Regions from separate parts of the Mus musculus genome. Here region 2 is linked to region 1. The links are chromatin contacts, called in public Hi-C maps. All regions are on one chromosome and are shown on one strand. The core of a region is the stretch at or near the end of the contact, and the rest is flanking DNA. Distances in the headings are between cores, read along the strand shown.

What was found. Hi-C and Micro-C count contacts between places; a contact is called where the count stands out from the background.
Region 2: a contact with region 1 is called in a Hi-C map of cerebellum, with 2.2 times the contacts expected there. The contact joins two enhancer-like sites. A contact is called at or near these places in 6 of 484 Hi-C or Micro-C datasets (the AML12 cell line, cerebellum, cortical glia and 3 more).

What each region holds. Positions count from the first base shown.
Region 1 is chr6:118,642,604-118,649,888 of GRCm38.p6, reverse strand. All of the region lies in intron 29 of Cacna1c (calcium channel, voltage-dependent, L type, alpha 1C subunit), which reads left to right. Among named protein-coding and RNA genes, the nearest start is that of Gm38887, 50 kb to the right of the region's middle. Within about 2 kb of position 2,963, at least 10 of the 459 cell types and tissues checked have an H3K27ac peak or open chromatin away from gene starts, as enhancers often do. A contact at or near this core is called in cerebellum, where this site is marked.
Region 2 is chr6:118,751,348-118,758,568 of GRCm38.p6, reverse strand. Cacna1c (calcium channel, voltage-dependent, L type, alpha 1C subunit) reads left to right here. Exons shown (of 47, transcript NM_001159534.2): 6 at 1,043-1,201; 7 at 7,004-7,200. Among named protein-coding and RNA genes, the nearest start is that of 1700080F18Rik, 86 kb to the left of the region's middle. Within about 2 kb of position 3,923, at least 10 of the 459 cell types and tissues checked have an H3K27ac peak or open chromatin away from gene starts, as enhancers often do. A contact at or near this core is called in cerebellum, where this site is marked.

The DNA of each region.
Region 1 (7,285 bases), core at 1,714-4,213:
AATCAGAAATCCTCATCACTCTGGTAGAAATACCTAACTCGAGTTTGCCCAAGAACCATGGCATGAATGGCTTCTATCAGACCTGAAAGACTAATGGCTTCTGGACTTCTACCTTCCCTGACTGTGTGGTGTGAGTGAGTTCCCTGTGAAAGGGCAGTCAGCAAGAACGGAGAAGGCGGATGTGTTAGTCAGCCTGGCATTATAACTATAACGTGCCTAGAGCAACTTGCTTGCAACATAGCTTTGGAGGCTTGAGTGTAGAATGCTCTCATCAGTGCTTCCAGAGAGAGTGGTAGATGGTGGCAGGATTGTGTGTAGGAGCAACACACTTGCATCTGTAACCAGGAGTCAGCAACGGAGCAGGCTGGAATCCTACAATTCTCAGAGAGTAGGCCTTCAGTGATCTACTTTCTCTTCCCTCCCCTTCTCATTCCTCTTCCCCCTCCTTTCTTCCCTCCCTCCCTCCTCCCTCCCTCCCTCCTCTCTCCCTCTCTCCTTCTCTCTCCTCCTTTCAATAGGCTTTATTTTTGGAAATTCCACCCTCCTCCTCCAATAGCACCACCCTGGGGACCAAGCTTTTAACACATGGTCCTTTGATGGACACTTAACATCCAAACCACAGCAATTGGCATTACTCATAGTTCAGACTATGTCCTCTGGAGCTGTCCCTGATTTGATTTTCTATGCCATATCCTCTTCATATCTGATTGGTTGATGGGTTGATCTATAGACCCCGCTTCTTTCTTCCGTTTTCTCTACAGTGATTGATGCTGGTGATCTTTTCTCATTCATGTCTGTTTTCCTCACTACTCTATGTAAAATGAATTTACTCAAGAAAACCTCTGCCCTGAATCCAGCTGCTTAACTCCATAAAACCATACTATGTTCATAAAAAAAAACCTATAAAAAATATGAGGTGTTAGTATACACAAACTTAAAGACTCTCTGCCTCCCAGAGCAGCTTGGGGAATGCAGGGATGATCCAAGGAAAAGGGTTGGTGACTTGAACCCCTCACAGGATGCCAAAGGAGTTCTGTCCTTAGATGTAGGGAAATTAGGCAAAAGACACTTGCATGATAATTAATTCTGCATGCGTATGCAGTGCAAGTTGTGGAAAGGTTTGTTTGGAGTGGTTAAATAGTTTTTTAATTAGATTATATTCCTATCATAACCTGAAATGTCAATAATTACAGAAAATTAAGATAATTTGTATGATAAACACTGAAAAAAGTCCAGTGTATAAAAATATAGCAAAAAGAAAACTAAAATTTTATATCAATGATTAAACAAAAATTAATAACACAAGGGATGTGTTCCCAAGCTGGAAAACTCATTGCTGAGACACTACTTCCCTGCAACATCATATATAGATTCAAGACAATCCCAATTAAAATTCCAAAGGGACCCTACTCCAGAAAAAAAAAAAGCAGAAGACAGGGATCTACACAGCAGACCAGGGGCTGTTAGGATGAACCTTCAGGTTCAAGGTTTCGCCCGTGTGGGCAGCTCTGGCTTGACTATGGAGGGCAGCACAGGGTCTAGTGAAGGGCAGTGTAGCCACAGATATTCCAGTCTTAGCAACAGGACTGCGTACCAGGACATAGTGTGCCTTGAATTTGCTATTGACAGGTTTGGCAAGAACAACTCAAAACAATAATAGTCTTGAGTTAATGAGTTGATGAACCCAGGGCTGCAGCACAGTAGGTCTAGGATGGCATGAGTGTCCCTAATGGGAGACTTTTCACCACTGCTTCCACAGGTTCTTAGTAGGACTGCTAGTCCTGAAACTCACTCTACCCTCCATGGCTAGAGTCATTGTCTTCTAGAAAGTCCCTGGGGCACCGAGTAGGGGACTTAGGGATCCGAGTATTGGTTGCTTAGTAAGGAGTAGCCTAGTGTAGGAGAGAAAACGTTGTCTACCAGAGCCTCCTGGGAACTCAGCAGTCTAGAGTAACGTCAGCATCGTGCGGACATATTCGATGATGAATCAGTCAAAAGGACAAAGAGAAGGAATGAAAGGTGGCTCCAAGCTCCCTGACTTGCCCCTCAGGGACTGAGCCAGTACAACAGTTCATTGACTTTGAGGAGAGTGGGGAGAGGCCAGCCTGAAGGGGCTGCAGAGATGGATTGGGTTTTAAAAGCTATTAAAGTCTTGAACAGGCAGTGTGGACAGGAGCTCTGTTTTCGTAGTCTGCACTACATGTGGCCTTCCTAAGTAGATGCTCCAGGAGAGCTGCTCTGGACTCTCGTCTTCCCAGAGAGGATGTGCATGGTAAGCTAACAGGTGGGGCACTGGGGAGAAGGAACTGGGGGGAGGACATCTGGAGGCTAACAGCTGGCATGGCCAAAACAAGAGACCAAGACAGAGCACGATGTCTCAGGCTAAAGGGCTGTGTGAGGGATGCAGCTACAGAGAAGTAAGGGAGAGGGAACAGAGACCCGGAGCATGCACTGCTTGTCCTGAGAAACAGGAGGGGACGCTAGATGTTCAAGTCCCCTTATTAGTCCCCTCTGTGAGTAGTGAGTGGTTCAGAGGACTATATTTCCTCATAGTCATCTCGACCCAGACAATTTAGTCTAAACGACTTCAGGAGTAAGTAAAACGTTTTCTTTTAAAACTTGAATTAGCCTCTTTTTTAGATGAGTGGTCTTAAACCCTTTCTAGACTTACAGTTTATATGTCATGATAAATATTCTGTAATTCATATTCTATTATTTTAATTCCAAGACATTCAGCATAAAATGTTGAAAATGAGGATTTCTTAGCCATAATGTAAAGGGTGTGTATAGTAAAAGACCCACAGAAGTTGAAGACAACAGAAGAGCAAAGGTACAGGACCTTGGACTAAAAGCCAAAGTTACAGCAGGCCAGTTTTATTTGTACACGGTACCTACATACGTGTTTCTCAGAAGACATGTGGTTACATCACACTTAAGACACAGCTGCCCCACACAGCAGGATATGTGGTATCCCTAAATCTGCAAAGCTGGCTTGGTCACCAGGACCCACTCTGTAGCTCTACCCAGTTCCGCAGTGCCCCCTGGAGGCCGACCAGTGGAATAAAGAGCAGGGTGGAACTTCATAGAGCCTCTTAACTGGATTTAGTTGAAATCTGTTTACCTTAGCTACTAAGAATCAGTGTCTTTCACTGTCAGTGAAACCCATGGGACCACAGACTCACCACACATGTCACTTAAAGAAATAGAAACGGAAAAGAGGAGGGAGAGAGACTAGGACATGCCACAGCCCCTTCTGCTCCTCTGGCCTCATTAGGAGAGCCCAGTGGCCTGTGGGTGTGCAGCCAGCCCCGGCTTGCTTTTTAGCAGCTGATTGGTAAGAAGGCATTCCCCTGATTATTGTTTATTTGTGGTGTGCCCACGGACACCTGACGTGCACAGTGCCCAGCAGACAGGCACAAACGAGCTCCTCAGGAGGGGCCTCCTCGCCACAGCGCTTGTACCCAGAGATTTGCATATTGTTGCAACGTTGTGACAGGTTTCTTTCCTGCATGGTGCTTTTACCGTGAATGATAAAAAAATAATTATATGACTTACATAAAGCCTTAGTGTGGGAAGGGAAGTATTAGCTATTACACTTAATTATTTAATGTGGAAACGTATTCACACTGTGTAAAAGCCCAGTGGGAAGGTACACTGTGGTTCCCTGTCTCTGATCCTGCCACTGGAAAAGAAACTGAAGGCATGAGAAGAGGGATTCCCAAACCCAGAGGGTGTTGAGGCAGGAACTCAACCCAGGCAAAGCAGTGGCCCTCCTCCGCAGGAGGGGCCTTCCGTGAAGCAGGAGCCATCATGAGAGGAGGCAGTCATGGCAGCCACAGTGGGCATCAAGCACTCCCTCAGATGCAGACCTTGCAGTACCTGACACTGCACAGACTTCATATTCCCACAGAGGCACACGCAGTTGCTATTGCCGTGTCCTATGTGAGTGAGCTGAGGCACTGAGAGGTTAAAACGCTTGCTCTCGGCTCTCAAGCCTCATCTCTGAAAGCGAAAGCAGCCCACCATTATGTTTGTGTCTTATTACAAAGGCGGTGCTGGTGGCTGGATCTAATGGTCTTCATAGCATCATGGCTTTGCAGTCAGGCACACATGGGGCGAGCTGATGAAAGAAAGATGCTAAGCCGGAAGGAGCATGTCTTGCCTGGGTTGTGAAGGCTTCCCTAGAGCCTGGGCTATCACACTGTTTAGAGATCTGCAGCAAGACTAAGCTCTTTCCCACTCAAAAAGGGCAGCCTGCTCTTCCAGTACCCACTGGCATTGCTGCCAAAGCCTCTCACTCATAGACTATAGTGCAATGTGTGCTTGAACCTGAAGCTCTTTGCCATGGCTGGCTCCAGGGATACAGCCTTCAGCACTCCAATCATGTCTTTTTGCATAAATCTGTTCATTTATTCTAGCATGGGTAGGGAAAAGCAATAATGTGCTCCTCTAGTCTACCCTGGCACAGCTAAGGCAGAGGGGGACAAGCTCCTGAGTCCCCTGAAAGGAACTTAACCCATAGCCCCAAATTCCATGTGCTCTAGTGAGCGGACCACGAGCTTTGGGGATTAGTTTCAGGTCTGTGGACTCCATCCTCGCACAGTTCTAGGTGCTTGGTGGCTCAGATCATGTGTGATGAGATAAATATATCGATGCCTTAGAAATTTTTCCAATGGAACTCCAGGACAGGTGTCTATGAAAAGCACACATTCCCAGGTCTACGTGCTCCTCTGACCATCCTCGGAGTACCCTATCACTATCCCAGCCAGTGCCTCCTCAAAGCAAGGACGCGACCCTGGCCTGCTCTTGCCAGCTGTCCTACAGTGACCGGCGTTTGCTGCAGGAAGCTGTCCAAAGCTTCTGAATTAGCACAGCACAGGATGAGCCTGATGGAAACACAGAAGTCCTCGCTGCCTTGCAGGCTGTAGATCATGAGCAGCTGCGTGCTTGGTTATGCCTTCTCCATTAGACGCCGCTAATCTCCATGATTAGTTATATCTAAGTGGCACCCTGATGTAATACGATTTATATTATCTCTGCTTGGTGTCAGTTAACCGTGGATTCCATGATATTCCATAAGATCAGCCCTTCACAGACACACTGAGGCTTTTACTGTTGCCACTGCTGTTTCTGGCTGGATTCGGCACCTCTTCCCAGTTTATCTAGTTTCCCGCCTCTCAGTTCCACATCCCAGGACCCAGAAAAGCGAGTGGTTCTAAGAACAAGGCTCAGCCTTCCATTATGCCTGTCCCTCCACACCACCTCACAACCTGCTCTGTCCAGCTCTCCCCAAACACTTCCTCCCCCGAAGCTAAGAACCTCGACTCTGTTTGGGGACCCCAGGTTGGGTATAGACCATGTTTCTCCCTCTCATGTTAGACCCTGCTTTGCAAGGAGGGTTTGGCCACTCCCTCTGGTCTCATGTTGACTGGTGTTCTTTCACCTGTCGTGGTTCTGTGGTCATCCCAGAGTCCTAGAACCCAACCTTGAGTACCTCACATTCAGCCCCACACCCAACTTCTCTCTCCTCCTCTTCCTCTTTCTTTTCCCTCTCTTTTTCTCTCTGTCTTTTTTTTATCATTTCCTTGTTCTCAGTATCCCTGTCTCCTACCAGCCATGTGTTCTGTGACTCCCCAATCCTGCTACCACCCATGTCTTCTATGTCTCCCCATGCTGCACAGTCCCCTGTTTCCCATCAGCCTTAAGTGACCTCTTTGACCACTACCATGCCCAGCTCTTGTTTTTCACATTATTGCAGTGACTCCTGAATGTGTTTGCCATTCACATCCCATGGGGCCAAGTCTTCCCTTGCCCATGTTTTGTTTTTAACTTATCTCTCTGTCAGCATCTCACATCTAGCCTCAGCTCAGATCTCCCATAGCTTTCCTGGGTGTGCTTTTGTGCCCCTGGAATAGGCAGAAGGTATATCACCTTCCACATCAGGTACCAGGAAGGTCTTGGCTTCCTCCTTATTTCTTTGCTTGGCTTTGCTGGACCCATATAAGATGATGAAGGTGGGCAGGAAGGAACATAGAACACAACAAATAGTAGGGAGGGCCTAATTTTCTATGAATAAGTATCATAACATTGGCATACTAATGGAAGTATACACAGAGGGATTTGTGGCTTCCCGTGTTACCACCATCTGTTGTGAGGTTTGTGCCTGTCCTGATAGAGGAGGCTTCTGGTTGGGGCAGAGGAGAAACAGAATCCAGAATTCTGCAATGGTGTAGACCTACAACCTCTCCTGCAGTAATCTTTCTCTCTATATCAAAGATGGAGGCCCCCTGCCCCGGAAGTCCAGCACTCTTCTCCACAGCTTCTAGCCCAGGGAAGACCACATCTCCTCTCCTTGAACAGTTGTTTCCTAAGACCTCTGCAGTGTGCAATCTATATGAACTTGAGTATAATAAGATTAAGCCACGACAACCTGCACACTGTCACAGTGTCAACACTGCCTGCCTGACTGCTCTAAGAGCATCTCAAGAATAGTAACCAGATAGATGGTGAGCAGAAAGAGCCTTGGCCAGCCCAAGAAGCTTTCCCTCTTTCTGTTCCTTCTGCATGTATTGCTTCTAGATGCCTCGTGTTGATTTCTGTTTGGCTCAGCCCCACATGACCTGTGGATGCTACTTAACAATGAGGCAGGCAGGTTGACTCTAGTAACGATGACAAAACTAATATGAATTTAGAGCTCCCTCCAGATTACTGGTCTGAGTGCTTTGTATGTGTGGTATCTTGTAAACGTCACCTTAATGCTAAGATCAGCCCCATTTTCTACATAGGAAAACAGACACAGAGTCTAAGCTATTTGCTCACTCTTGGTGCTACAGTTTGGATCTTGACTCTATTGAGATGCAGCTGGACCTTTAGAAGTAGGGCCCTAGTGGGAGGATGTTGCGGGAAATATTAAAAAAAAAATGAACTTGCCAACTCTCAGTGGGACCAGGCCAAGCTCCTGCACTCCTGCTGCAGCCAACAACTCTCTAGAGCTAGCCCCGCACCAGGTGATCTCACTTGCTCCATCTCTCAGCCCTGCTAACTCTCCAGCTTTGAGAGGCCACAGGGCTCCCACCAGGCCATCCCTTGGACTGCCCCCCCCCCCAGTTCCTCTTGCTTCTATGCAACACCCCATGCACCACACAGTAGCCATCTCAACACCTAATTACTCTGTAGAAACATGACTCTTAAAGCTTAATTATCCAATTAGATTTATTTAACAATAAGATCACAATTGACAAGATGCCAATACAATAATTTCAGAGCCAACTGACAATGATAAAAG
Region 2 (7,221 bases), core at 2,674-5,173, 110 kb before region 1:
CTTCAGAGTGCCCTGTTATTATCACTTAAACACTCTGCTCAAGCCCCTTCCTGCCATCATTCCTAGTGAGCATGCTCAGTGCAGCCACTAAATGCCCCCTTCCTTTCCCCCATGGCAGAGTAGAATAAGCCACCAACTCTGGGGCTCCCTGATAAGACGAGTGTCCTCTACTAGGCTGTCCATTCATTTTTTTCCTCCTAATGATATCTGGGTACTTTTAGTTTAATTCTTGATGATAAGTACAGGACAAAGTTTGCCATTTTAACTATGTTTCTGAGTGGCTCCAAGGCACTCTGTTTATTTGTGTGTTCCCCAAACTGAAACTCCAGGCTGTTAAATAAGAAGTCCCTTTCTATGGAGCTTTTGAGCGTAACATTCAGATGATGCAGCCCCTGGTAGAACTGAACAATACTCAGCAGTCCCCTCGTTCACTACTAAAGAGGTGCCTTTAGAGCTACACCCTTGGCTCTGATACGTGGTTCTCAGAAATGCCCCGCTGGTGAGATAGCTCCTTCATTGGAAACCGCACCCTCCTGAATTCCTTTCCATCAAGCTGCTCTATGTTCTAGAACAGGGGGGCTGGTGGTAGGCTCTGGTAATCCACCACGGAGAAGCCTGAGATGACTAAGTCCTCTGTGGCCGTGGGTAGTCACAGTGAGTTCTCGTGCTGAGCTCTGCTCTGGAAGGAGACACACTAGGGTGTCTCTGAGATGGGCTATTTAAAAATCTTAATAGTTACGGATGAAAACAACAACATGTTCTCCCCCTCCGAAGCACAGCTCTGCTGCCGATCCTTTTATTTGGATGTGCCTCCAGGAGAGATTTGGAGTCAAGCCAACCCGAACTTAGATTCTAGCCCTGTCACTCATTGGCTGTGACCTTGAGCCTCTTTTTGCTCATCTAAAGCCTGGGACTAGGGACTCCCACTTGAGCTGCTAAGAAGACTGCAGGAGGTTAGCCTGGTACCTGAGGCCCCACTGGCTCAAAAGGGGAGGTGGAGGGAGGTTCTGCTGCTGCTACTGTTGCTGCTTTTGTTGCACAGGTCTCCAGGTGGTCCTGAACTCCATCATCAAGGCCATGGTGCCTCTGCTGCACATTGCCCTTCTTGTGCTCTTCGTCATCATCATTTATGCTATTATCGGCCTGGAGCTCTTCATGGGAAAGATGCACAAGACCTGCTACAACCAGGAGGGCATAATAGGTAAGAGGTGGGGCTCTGGGCAGCAGGTTTCCAGGAAGGTGTCATTCCCACTCATGGCTGCTTTCCCTTGAAGTAGATTGCTGCAGCCACCTGTGCTCCAAAACTGGATGAGGCATTCGGTTTCCCCATACTGCAGACCACGATGACATGAAAGGCAGGGGTCAACCTTCTTTCCCTCTCCTTTCCAATATCTGCATTCACTACCGCAGATCTCTGTTCAAACAGCAGGTGTGTGCTTTGTCCAGCACTGCTGATGCGCCACGTAATGGATGGACACAATTGGAGAAGCGAGGCTAAGCACCCACCATTCATCAGTTTCTTACGAGCGAAGCAGATTCTGAGTGTGTGAGCTGCCATTGCAAGTGGATGAGCATGTGTAGCCAGCAGTACGCCAATGTGGCTGAGCATCCAAACCCTTCAGGATGTCGTACCACCCCGACTCCCCATCCCCACCCATTTTCCTGTCCTCTTAGAGTTGCCTCTCTCTCCATCACAGTTACTATTTTCTTCTCCATCAAAAGCAGAACCCCAGGGTCCCTCCCTTTCCCGGAGTAGATGAAGAGGCTGTCATTAAATAAGCCCCTTGCCACCAGTTCAGCTCCATGTCACAACCATCAATCCTGCCTTTATGAGCCTCCCCTCTTTGTGTTCCTTCCATCAATCAACGAATTTAACAGGCAGTGCTGGCTCATTAAGCACCTTCTTAAGTGGCACCAGAGTTTGGGCTTGCAGGATAAACCACACACTGCTCTCTTATGTGACTAACGTTTCAACTTGACCTTAAAAACTAAATAAATAAACAGGGGCTAGAGAGGTGGCTCAGCCGTGAAGAGAACTGAGTCTTTCAGAAGACCTGGGTTCAATTCCTAGCACCCACGTGGCAGCTCACAACCTCCTATAACTCCAGTTCCTGGGGGTCATTTGCTTTTTCTGCCCTCCAAGGGCATCAGTCACTCAGATGGTATGCAGACATACATGAGAGTAAAACACTCAAACATATAAAAAAAAAAGTAGAACACATTAACTTTTCTCTTTCTTGAAAAAATAGTAAGGTTTTAAATGAATAGAGTAGTGGGATACATATATACATAAATATACATATATATACACATAAATATATATGTATACACTTGTATATACATATATACATAAACATGTATGTATATACAGATATACAACATTGGAAATATCCATTCCAAAGCTATTGACAGTGCTAATTTATATTATTTCATTTTTAAAAACAGACCTGTCCTTTTTATTTGGACATTATTGAGGAAAACAGAGCATATGAGCATATGTCTGGAGCGCTAACAATGGCGGCTTCCTTCTGTCCTTTGTATCTTCCCAATCCCACGTAGCCTGAGCTGCAAGTTAGTGCGGTGGGTGATGGTAGTGCCAGCCTGTATAACAGAGTGAGATGAAAACCTTATGCCCAGAAGCCAGCATCACCACCTGGTATACACAGGGTACTGTGACTAGGCAGGCTAACGGCTTCTGCAAAGTGGCTCAGTCATTGTTCACAAGGTCACAGTAAGACAAACAATGCCTATGAATCCATTATTTACATAATCATCTTATTTTTACTTTTTAGAAGAAATTGTGTTTAGGATAAAGTATTCACCCTTGAGAATTTTCAAGTTATTTGAGTTGTAACTGTGCGAAATTGGGTGACAATTTAAAATGTTAGCTGATACAAAACTTTTAATAGGAAGAGCAGTTCTTGCCTTCCACTAAAATTCAGAGATATTCAACCTTGCTTAGAGAATATCAGCCAACATAATGACCCATAATGACTTCCTTTAATTCAAATTCTTTTCTTCTCAATTGATCTGTAGCTAACACCAAACCAGTAACTTACATAACTGATCTGTAGCTAACCCTGAACCAATAACTTATGTTAACGGTGCAGCTTGGTTGGAGTGGCCTCAGAACTGACTATAGCAACTTATGCAGTTATGCTACATAATTGGTGGTCCACTGGACCCAGACTCTTCATACTGTTACAGAGGGACAGAGTCTCCATGAGTCCTAACCAGTTTGGCAGTGACCAATGGCACAATACTCACCAATGAAATGGGAAGGAATTCTGTCATAGAAACAAAGACAGTGACTGTGCCATGCCATCAAATACTGATGTGCCACAAAGCCACGGATAGCTGCTTAAAATCTTTTAGTCACCTCTGTCATCTTAAAGGGAAGATGACAGACATACCTCTTCTCCTTCTGGTGAGGGTCCTGCAAGGCTGTGAGCAAAATGCAGCCTTAAATAATTGTTACCACCACAGGGTTTGTTTCCAGGCCTCAGAGCCTCCAAATGCAAGAAAATGATGAACATAGTAGACAAAACAAGATGGCGACCTCTTCCTAGGGTACATAGAGAGGCCCTGTGAAAAGCCATCCCCAGCACCAGAGACCTTCTTTCGTGCCCTTAGGAAGAAGAGCCATGTTGGCTTCAACTTCTAGAGGGGTCATCTTAAGGTCATCCTGGCCTTGATAGTAAACAGGGCCAGAAAAATCACCTGAGCTATCTCGTGCACCCTTCCACAGAGCTCATGACATCATCTTTATGGTGAGTTTCATCTCCATCCTGTAACTTCCAAGGCCAGTTAGTCTCCTGGGTGGAAACAAAATAAGCCAAGATGCAATGAGAGTAACATCCCTCAGAAAAGTACCATGAGGCTCCAGTCGAAGCCAGAGCCACTACTGGGAAAGGGGCCAAAGATTCCTGGCTGCAGCAGCCTTAATCTAGAACAAAGCAGTTGAAGTTCCCATCTTCCTTTCCCCTCCCACTGTCTGCCCACAGCCCAAAGTCTTCTAGATTCTCCCAAAAGAATAGCATTTGGTTCCCACAGGTGAGTATCCCCACCGAGGAAGAGGGAGAACCCTCAGGGATCTGGTCTCTTTCATACCCATGGCTAGGAAGCAGTCCACTCACCCTTCAGACCCAGTATCAGCGGGTCTCGGGGTTTTGTAGAACGCTTGTTGTTTTTGCCTAGAGTTTAGACATTAACCTATTTTCTGCCATAGGTAGTAGATTTTACAAAACATTCAGTGAGTCTTTGTTATGGCGTTAGTCTTCCTTTTAAACTCCGATCTTATTTCACAGACTGAATTTTATATTCTTCTAAATTTTCTAATCCATGTTTCTTGTAAGATCCCTGCAAGGAAGCTTTGGCCTGCCTCGGTGCTATTGTTCTGCCTTTAGGCTGTCCTTTCTGTGTCCAGTGTCCAGTGGTGACTGTCTTAGAAGAAGCTGTTTTCTCCCAGTCTCTCCAGCAACTGCAAGACACCCCTCCTGGTTGCTCAGCAGATACATTGCCATATGTCGGTACCTTTTGTTTCTGGGTGTTCCATCTGTCCGGTGGATCTGGAGCCAGGGCGCTCGGTAGCTCTCCCCGGCACAGTAATTACCCCTGAGACTGGCACGGAATTTGTTGGCTAAACCTAGCAATGAAATCACTACCATTCTATTTTGCCTTCAAGTTGAGATCTAAAAATGTAATTGCTGTTGTCTTGGTGGTTTGGAACCCTGCTGCAAGTCCCCCCTGGGATTCTGCGTGTTGCTGAAGTTGAGTCCATTTCTAACATCTCCTTTATGTTACCGAAGACTTAATTTGCTCTTTCCACACCGACCACCTTCTCCAATTCTGTTCTGAAATGTACAGCCTACGTGGCTTTATTCCTCCATCCTCACACTCCTATCTCTCTCCCTAGGACCTCTGAATCTTTGGAAGAAAGCCAGGACATCTTTATGGTTATGTTTATTTCCCTTGCCCTGGGGTGGTGTCACTAGGACCCGGGGATCTGTGGGTTCACCTTTTTCAAGGGTTCCTTTTTATAGAGACCTATTTTTACTGGATCATCGCAGCTTCTTAATTGTTCTGTGAATTATTTTTTTTTATTATTGTTCAGGGAGGATTTAAAATAGCATAGTAGCCTTTGAGCCTGTGGATGGTCTTCCCGAAGCTCAGTCCCTTCCTCCCTTTACCCATGAGATCAGTGCCCCTCGGTGTCACTTCCTGCTAATAGATATCTATCTGTAAATTCTCCAAGTATGTCCTCCCCGTGAGCAGTCAGAGCTGGCTTTGGCAGCACCACCCACCTTCCCCTATCTCCACTGTTTTAGGAACCGGTGATGCAGGACAGACTGTCAGCCCAGGAGCCACATTGTAAATAGATAACTGACATCGTTGTGCTACAGATAAATAGAATTATAGAATGCAAAGAAATGCAAGTTTCCCTTTATCTGTTCATCATCTCCTTTGTCTGCCCTCCCAACTCTGAAAGCTGGTTCCAGAGTAAGAATGGAATTAATGATCTATTTGGTTCCTGGTTTTTTTCTTCGTTTCTCAACTCTCGTTTTTTAGGTGCTTTGCTTTGCTATTTTTAACGTATTATTTAGGTTTGAAAATAACTTTCATTTCTCTTCTTTCAACAGCATTAAATCCACATCTCTAAAAATTTGACAATTTTAAAAGTCATAAAAAGTTGTGACTAGGGGTAGCCCAGTTCAGCTACCTTAATACGTAGCCTCTGGAAGCCAGACTGTGGATAAGAAAATGGTATGGATACTTGGTCCCCCAGATAGCTGAGAGTTCAGTGACCTAGACCTGTTCCCTTGGTCACTGAATATAGTACTGGGCAGAAAATAAGCCAGGACGCAGCTTCAATCTGAGCAGTCCTAAGGCTGGGAGAGTTCCAGATGTCTGTCATCTGGAGAAAGGATAACACACCGCTCAGAAACACAAAGAGCAGACCAGCCTGAAGTGCAGCAGTGTGCTTGAACCCAGAAGCACTGCACTGAAAGAAGGATGAAGAAGGAATGGGCACACAAAGGCCTCTTGACGTTATTTACTGGAAACTTAAAGAAAAGGCAAGCTATGAAGATGGAAAACAAGTCAGCTCGTTCCGAGTTGGGGACAGAAGCAAGAATGGACTGCAAGCAAGTACATGGGGGGGAGTTGGGGGTGACATAGAGGAAGTGATAGGTGTCACTGCTGTCCCAGGAAGATACTGGCACATGCTTTGAACCACAGCCCTCACCACTGTTCTCCTGAGAAGCCTCTCACAGTCAAGGGTTAACATTTCCATGCCCCTCTTTTTTTCTTGAGAGTAAACAGTTCCAATTAGAAGCCACAGACACCAGCAGCCATCTCACCAGTCATCTTCAATAAAGAGCCTGTGTCCCATGGGCAAAATAACCACCCTGTGATGTTTTGGATCCTTGTAAAAGAAGAGAAGATTCTGGGCATCTTATTATCTCTAAATGAAGAACCACAGGCAGATTCTCTCTGGAGTTACATTTCGCTGTTATCAAAAGCAATTGTTTGTTCAAACTCAGGTCTTCTGTTTGTTTTTGCTGTGATTCTCTATAGCTGCCAGATAAAAACCCTCGGTCTCCCAGACTCTGGGTTCCTTACATTTGTCTTCTGTTTTCCAGAACAATTTACACTTGAGACGATGCACGGTTATCCCTTTCTGATTGGCCACTCGGACATGCTGCCATGCTATGCCCAAGCAGATAATACCTTAGTGTCTGTGAAATCAGTTGTGGTTAAAATGCGCTGTTCACAACATTTGGTTGAAAATACTGACCTATGTCATTGTGCCCCTGAAACCAATGTCTGGCCTCACATGATTTTAAGCTCCATGGGAGGGCGCTTACCGAAATGTGTGCGATTGCGGCTGTGGGTGCTCATCGGCCTTATCCTGTTATTTTTCTCTCTAACATTTTATCTTCATTCTCTGCCCATCGTGACCCCTCCTTCCCTCCTTCCGTCTCCTGTTTCCTTGGTGGTGGAGATGTTCCGGCAGAAGAGGATCCTTCCCCTTGTGCTTTGGAGACAGGCCATGGGCGACAGTGTCAGAACGGGACCGTGTGCAAACCCGGGTGGGATGGGCCCAAGCACGGCATCACCAACTTCGACAACTTCGCCTTCGCCATGCTGACGGTGTTCCAGTGTATCACCATGGAGGGCTGGACAGACGTGCTGTACTGGGTACGCAGACGGGGCACTCAG